Linked DNA regions of Anas platyrhynchos: region 2 is linked to region 1. Evidence: chromatin contacts called from public Hi-C data. All regions are on one chromosome and are shown on one strand. The core of a region is the stretch at or near the end of the contact, and the rest is flanking DNA. Distances in the headings are between cores, read along the strand shown. Region 1 overlaps NDST1 (N-deacetylase and N-sulfotransferase 1). Region 2 holds the start of MYOZ3 (myozenin 3).

Region 1 (2,551 bases), core at 32-2,531:
GGTACTCGTTGTAGAAGATGGTGTGCGTGAAGAGCCCGCAGGTTTGCCGGGGGAGGACCTGGGGTGAGGGAGAGACGTGTCTGGAGCAGGTGGAGGAGCCGGGGCAAGGAAACAAAGCCACACGGCCTCCTCCTGGAGTTTGGGGCTGGATCCCTTTCCTCCTCCCAAACTAGCAAGGGATCCTCGATCCCTCAGCCTCCTCCAGCTGGGGCTGAAGTAGCCAAGCCGCCCAGAAACCACACAGCAAGATTTTGGAGAGGAGAATCTCCTGCAGAGGAGAGAAGCAGCAGAGCTGCAGCCCGGCCACCTACCATGATGCCGTTGTGGATGAAGCCGCGACGGTAGCGAGCGGGTTTCAGGTGGGGGTACTCCTCCGTGCTCGTCACTTTGATCGACCAGACCTGCTTCCAGGCTTCGTACAGCTGCACGTGCACGGGGTAGACACCCGAGTGGTGGGGGGCCACCGCGTACCCCATGTCGGTGGGGATGCCGTGCTCCTGCAGGGGAAGGATCGGGGTCTGGGTGAGCAGGGAGATCCCAAAAACGCAGCCTCCCAGCTCAAACCAGCCTCCCCCCAAGAACTGCCCAGCTCCAAGCACCTGGACTGCAAGCAGGGCAGGCTGTACCCGTGCACCCTCTCTAAACCAGGGCAGTTTCCAGAAAAAGGGGGTCCAGGAGCAGACACGCTGGGTGGACACTTGCTGCTCCTGGACTTTCCTCACCTCTGCCATCTCAGCATTGAGGCCAGCACCAGCAAAGCTCACCAGTGGAGACCGAGCAGCCAAAGCTACACAGGGCTGCAGCGCTGGTGTGCAGCAGGAGATATAAAGCAACGTGGAAATTTTAAGCTGGACACTATGCCCATCTCTTTCGGTGCAAGTCGAGATGGTCCAATCCCTCTCTTTAATTAAGCACCTCTAATTAACAGACAGGGAATTCAGGTTGGCCTGAAGAGCTGTCTCTCAGGCCATAGGACCCAATTTGTTATTACTGGGTCTGCCCTTACTGGGCTTGGATTGACGACGGTCATGAGCAGCTCAGTTGATCACAGCATGACTTGGTGTCAACGTTGCCTCTATCCAGGCCCGATAAAGGTTTTTCCAGGAGGACAGACGATCCCCAGCCAAGCCAAAGGTCAGAGCCTGCCCTTAGAAAGCCAGCGAGTCCCTCAACACCTCGGCCTGCAGAGGGAGTTCCTCGCAGCCGGCGCCTCCCCGACGCAGCCGCGCTGACCCCGCTCCAGGATGCCACAGGGGCCAGCGTCAGGGCAGCAGCAAACCACACCGTGCTCAACAGAAACCTCAGGCTTGGGTGAAGTCCAAGGCACAAACCCAAGCAGCTGCTTCCCTCCGTTGCCCTCTGGGTGTGATCTCTGCCTTCCCACTAACGCTGCCCCAGGGCAGGCAGCGGTGCTGGCCATGTGTGCGCAGCTGCAGCCACGCAGGGAGCACCGTGGGGACACCTCCACAGCCCAGCCTACAAAAGCTCTTTGTAACCCCTCGCCCCATCCCGTTCCCGGCCCCATAAGCGCCCCCGCCGGCGGCGTCTTACTCACGACAGCGAATTTCTTGTTTAGGGTCATCTGCTCGGCCAGAACCGACTGGTTGTGGAAGAGGTGTGGCTGCATGTGGCTCCACATGTGCGGGAACCACCAGAACTCCTTCACGTAGGACAGCAGCAGGTCGTCGCCTTCGTCCTCGGCGTCAGTACCTGCGGGGATGACACTTGCTGTCACTGCAGGGTACACAGGGCTGAAGGGAACCCTGGAAATGGGCAGGGAGCAGCTCAGACGGAGATAGGGAATGGGTACGGGGTCCTAGCATGGGGTGCCAGCTGCAAGGGGTGCTCTAGGGGGAGTAGAAAGGCTCCTGGACTGCGGTGGTGTCGTGCAGCCCCTCTCCCCTCCTTTTTGGATTGGGATTTTTGGATTCACAAGCCCTCGGCCTCCTCACCTGTGTGGAAGAATTTCCCTGAGTATCCCAAGTTGAAGGTGAAGTTGGGGATGTGGGTGCGCAGCTCGTTCTGCGTGTCGAACAGCGCCTGCGAGGGGGGGGAGAGAGCACAACAACCTCAGCCAGGGGCAGCAGGGCACAGCCTCACCACCAAACCTGCAGCAAAGCGGGGCAAAAACCTTCACCCCTGAAAGCCCTGAGAAGGCTGCAGCGGCAGCACTCCAGGAAAGGGGTTCGCAGGGGCCAGAGGATGCTCTGAGAGCAGAAAAAAGTCATCCCCAGAGCCAGGAGCATCCCAGAACAAGCACAAAAAGCTCCCCAGCCCCACTCAGCCCCCGCCCATCCAGCCAGGACGTAAGAGCAGCACCTTGACGTCTTCCACCTTCATGCGGGTGCCCTCCTTGCCCACGAAGATGTCGTCGATGTCCACCAGGATGTAGCGGTCGAGGGGCAGCGAGAGCCTCTTGCCCGTCAGGAAGGAGACGGCGTCGACAAAGACCAGCTTGTGCAGCCAGAAGCTGAGGTTGTTGCCGAAAAGCACCCTCTGGATGCCGTCGTGGAGGCCCAGGTCCTGCATCACCGTGGTGTGCAGCGCCGCG
Region 2 (2,551 bases), core at 31-2,530, 33 kb before region 1:
TCAGGGAGAGCTCCTCCAGCATCACGTCCTGCGGCGTGCTCACCTTCTTGCCCAGGTCCAGCCGGGGCGCTGGGGACACCAGGGGAGAGGGTGGCACGGCTGCCGGGTGCCCCTCGCACGGTTTGGTGGCGTTCCCTGTGCCCCCCCCTCACGCACTTACCATCTCCAGGGTCTGGTTTCATGATGGTCATCGCCCGCTGCCGCGCTCCTGGGGCAGGGAGATGGGATGGGGACGGCTCCCGGCCGGCTGCAGGAGAGAGGTGGCCGCGGGTGACGGCTGGGCACGGGGAGCAGTGCTTGGGGTCACCTCTTTTCCCCCACCTCGGGTGCTTGGGGGCTCCCCACGACGCCCCCCGGGGATGTGCAGGGCCCAGGGGTGCCCCCGTTAACCCGTGGGGGAGAGCACTGCCCCACACCCAGCATCTCCCCTCTTTAGGGCAGAAAATGTCCCCAGCACCGGTGTCCCCAGGGCTGAGCCCCGCTCGGAGCAGCACCCCCAGGCCGAGCAGAGGTGCTGACAGCCCCGCAGCGACTCAGCAGAGCTATTTTCAGCTCCTGGGCACTGCAGGACCCGCAGCCCCGACCCTTCACGGCCAGCCCAGCCCGGGCAGTGGGGTGAACCGGGGTGCAGGGACACCTCCTGTCCCCCCCCTGATGGGGCTGGGGGGCTCCTCAGCTCCCAGCTCCTCTCCTCGGGGGCAGGATGGAGGTGCCCCCCCTGTGCTGCCCGCCCAAAATATCCTGCAGCAGCCGGGACACAGAAAGCAGCACGGAGAGTTTTGGGGGCTTGGTGTTGGGCGCATCCCGCATCTCTTGGCTCTGACTGAAGCTGTCCCCATCCCCTAAAAGCCCCGGGCAGTGAAGGGCCCCCCAGGGCTGGTGCCTGGCACAGGGCTCCCCGCCAGCTCCACGTCCCATATCTCCCATCCTCGGCTGGAGACCCCGGGACCCCCTCACCCCTTCTCCCAAACCCCCTCCCCGCTCCCTCTGTGCCCTCCCCACCCCACGGCTGTCCCCACGCCCTGCGCGCCCCCCACCCGCTGACCCAAATTTGGGACCTCACCCCCCCTACCTGCCCAGGGGGGGCTCCTTGTGACACCGGGGCGATGCGCTCTGCCCGGGTTGGGGACGAGGACACAGCCACCAGCTTTTGGTGGCCCCAGCTGGCTCCGTGCGGCACCTGGGGCTCCCTGCTGCTCGCCCCGAGCCGTGCTGGGCTCCGGCCGGGGTGCCAAGGTCCCGCGGCAGGCCAGCAGTTATTTCTGGCTGAGAAAGGGGGAGGAGCAGGGTGAGCCCTTGGGGACCGCCACGGTGTCACCCCGGCACCGAGTGGGGCTGATCCTTGGGGAGCAGGGCGGTGTCACCAGCAGGAGGTGGCCGCACGTGTCCGAGCCCCTCGGGGCGGGTGGGAGGCAGGCAGGCAGTGGGATACGGTGGGGTTACGGCCCTTTATTGCTGAGCTGGGTACACAACGGGGTGGCGAAGGCGGTGGTGGGGAAGGGCAGCTCCTGGGGGGGCGGAGGGGCAGGGAGCAGGGACGGGGTGGGGTGACAGAGGGTCCCCTACCTGGGGCTGTGCCCCGATGGCCCACGCACGCTGCGTCCCCTGGGCATGGGGTTGCTGCCTTGGCACCTCCCAGCACCCCAGGCTGGCTCCTGTTTTTAGGGGAAGCGCTGTGGGGGCCCGTTATTGCCCTCCCCGGGCTCTGCCACGTAACCGTGCCCACCCTGCTGCCCCCCTCCCCATCACCCTGCACACCCCCCCGCCAGCACCGTGCCCCCGAGCTCTGCCCCGTGCAGGGAGCTGCCTCCCGTGGGGCCCCCGACCTGTCCCTGGGACCCTCTCAGCGTCACCTCCCGCACCGAGACCTCCTCCAAACCCTCTGCAACCCGTACCGCTGCCTTCTGACCCCCACAACCCCCCCATCTCTGTGCCCTCCGTCCCTGCCGGGTCCCTCGGTCCCATAGGGTGGGGATGGGGTGAGCCCGGGGCTGGGGACAGGGACAGTGCTGGGGACAGGGACAGTGCTGGGGGTGGCGCTGGCCCTCTCTTTGCCCGGGCGCAGCGGGAGGTAACCTGCCCACGGTCCCCTCGGCACGGCAATAAATAACTTTGGCTCTCTTCGTCATCACTGGGGAGGAATTTGGGGGAATTTGCATGGAGTTAGGGTCAAAAAGTTGAAAAAAAAGCAAGCAGGATTTGGGGACCGGGGGGATAAAACATGAATTTTCCTCCTCCAGATCTGGTTTTGGCTGAAACCAGCCGGGTCAGACCCTGCTGGGGGAGGGAGTCCCGGCCACGGCACCCACCTGAGGGGCACGCAGTGAGCCCATGGGGGTGCCAGCGCTGCAGGGGACACCCAGGGGCTGTGTCCCCCCCGCCAGCTGCCCCGCTCTCCCTGCTGACCACGCAGTCCTGCCCCGAAAGGTTAGGCTGGTAAAAATAGAGCCGGGCCATGGGACCGCGGGCAGGTGGGAGGCAGCTGACCCCGGCGGCACGCCGATGGGGACGGGGACGCTCCGCGCATCCCCAGCCCCTGCCCGTGCCTCTC

The links. A called contact is a pair of places that touch in the nucleus more often than the background predicts.
Region 2: a contact with region 1 is called in a Hi-C map of subcutaneous adipose tissue, with 1.8 times the contacts expected there. The contact joins the promoter of MYOZ3 here to the enhancer-like site in region 1. A contact is called at or near these places in 3 of 8 Hi-C or Micro-C datasets (liver, skeletal muscle and subcutaneous adipose tissue).

The regions. Positions count from the first base shown.
Region 1 is chr14:5,919,326-5,921,876 of IASCAAS_PekinDuck_T2T, reverse strand. NDST1 (N-deacetylase and N-sulfotransferase 1) reads right to left here. Exons shown (of 15, transcript XM_072023359.1): 3 at 2,320-2,551; 4 at 1,953-2,040; 5 at 1,556-1,710; 6 at 312-497; 7 at 1-58. Among named protein-coding and RNA genes, the nearest start is that of NDST1, 11 kb to the right of the region's middle. Within about 2 kb of position 1,281, at least 4 of the 8 cell types and tissues checked have an H3K27ac peak or open chromatin away from gene starts, as enhancers often do.
Region 2 is chr14:5,952,568-5,955,118 of IASCAAS_PekinDuck_T2T, reverse strand. It overlaps MYOZ3 (myozenin 3), which reads right to left and starts at 1,280. Exons shown (of 7, transcript XM_038186457.2): 1 at 1,073-1,280; 2 at 161-247; 3 at 1-69. The coding sequence starts at 191. SYNPO (synaptopodin) reads right to left here. Exons shown (of 4, transcript XM_038186452.2): 4 at 1,430-2,551.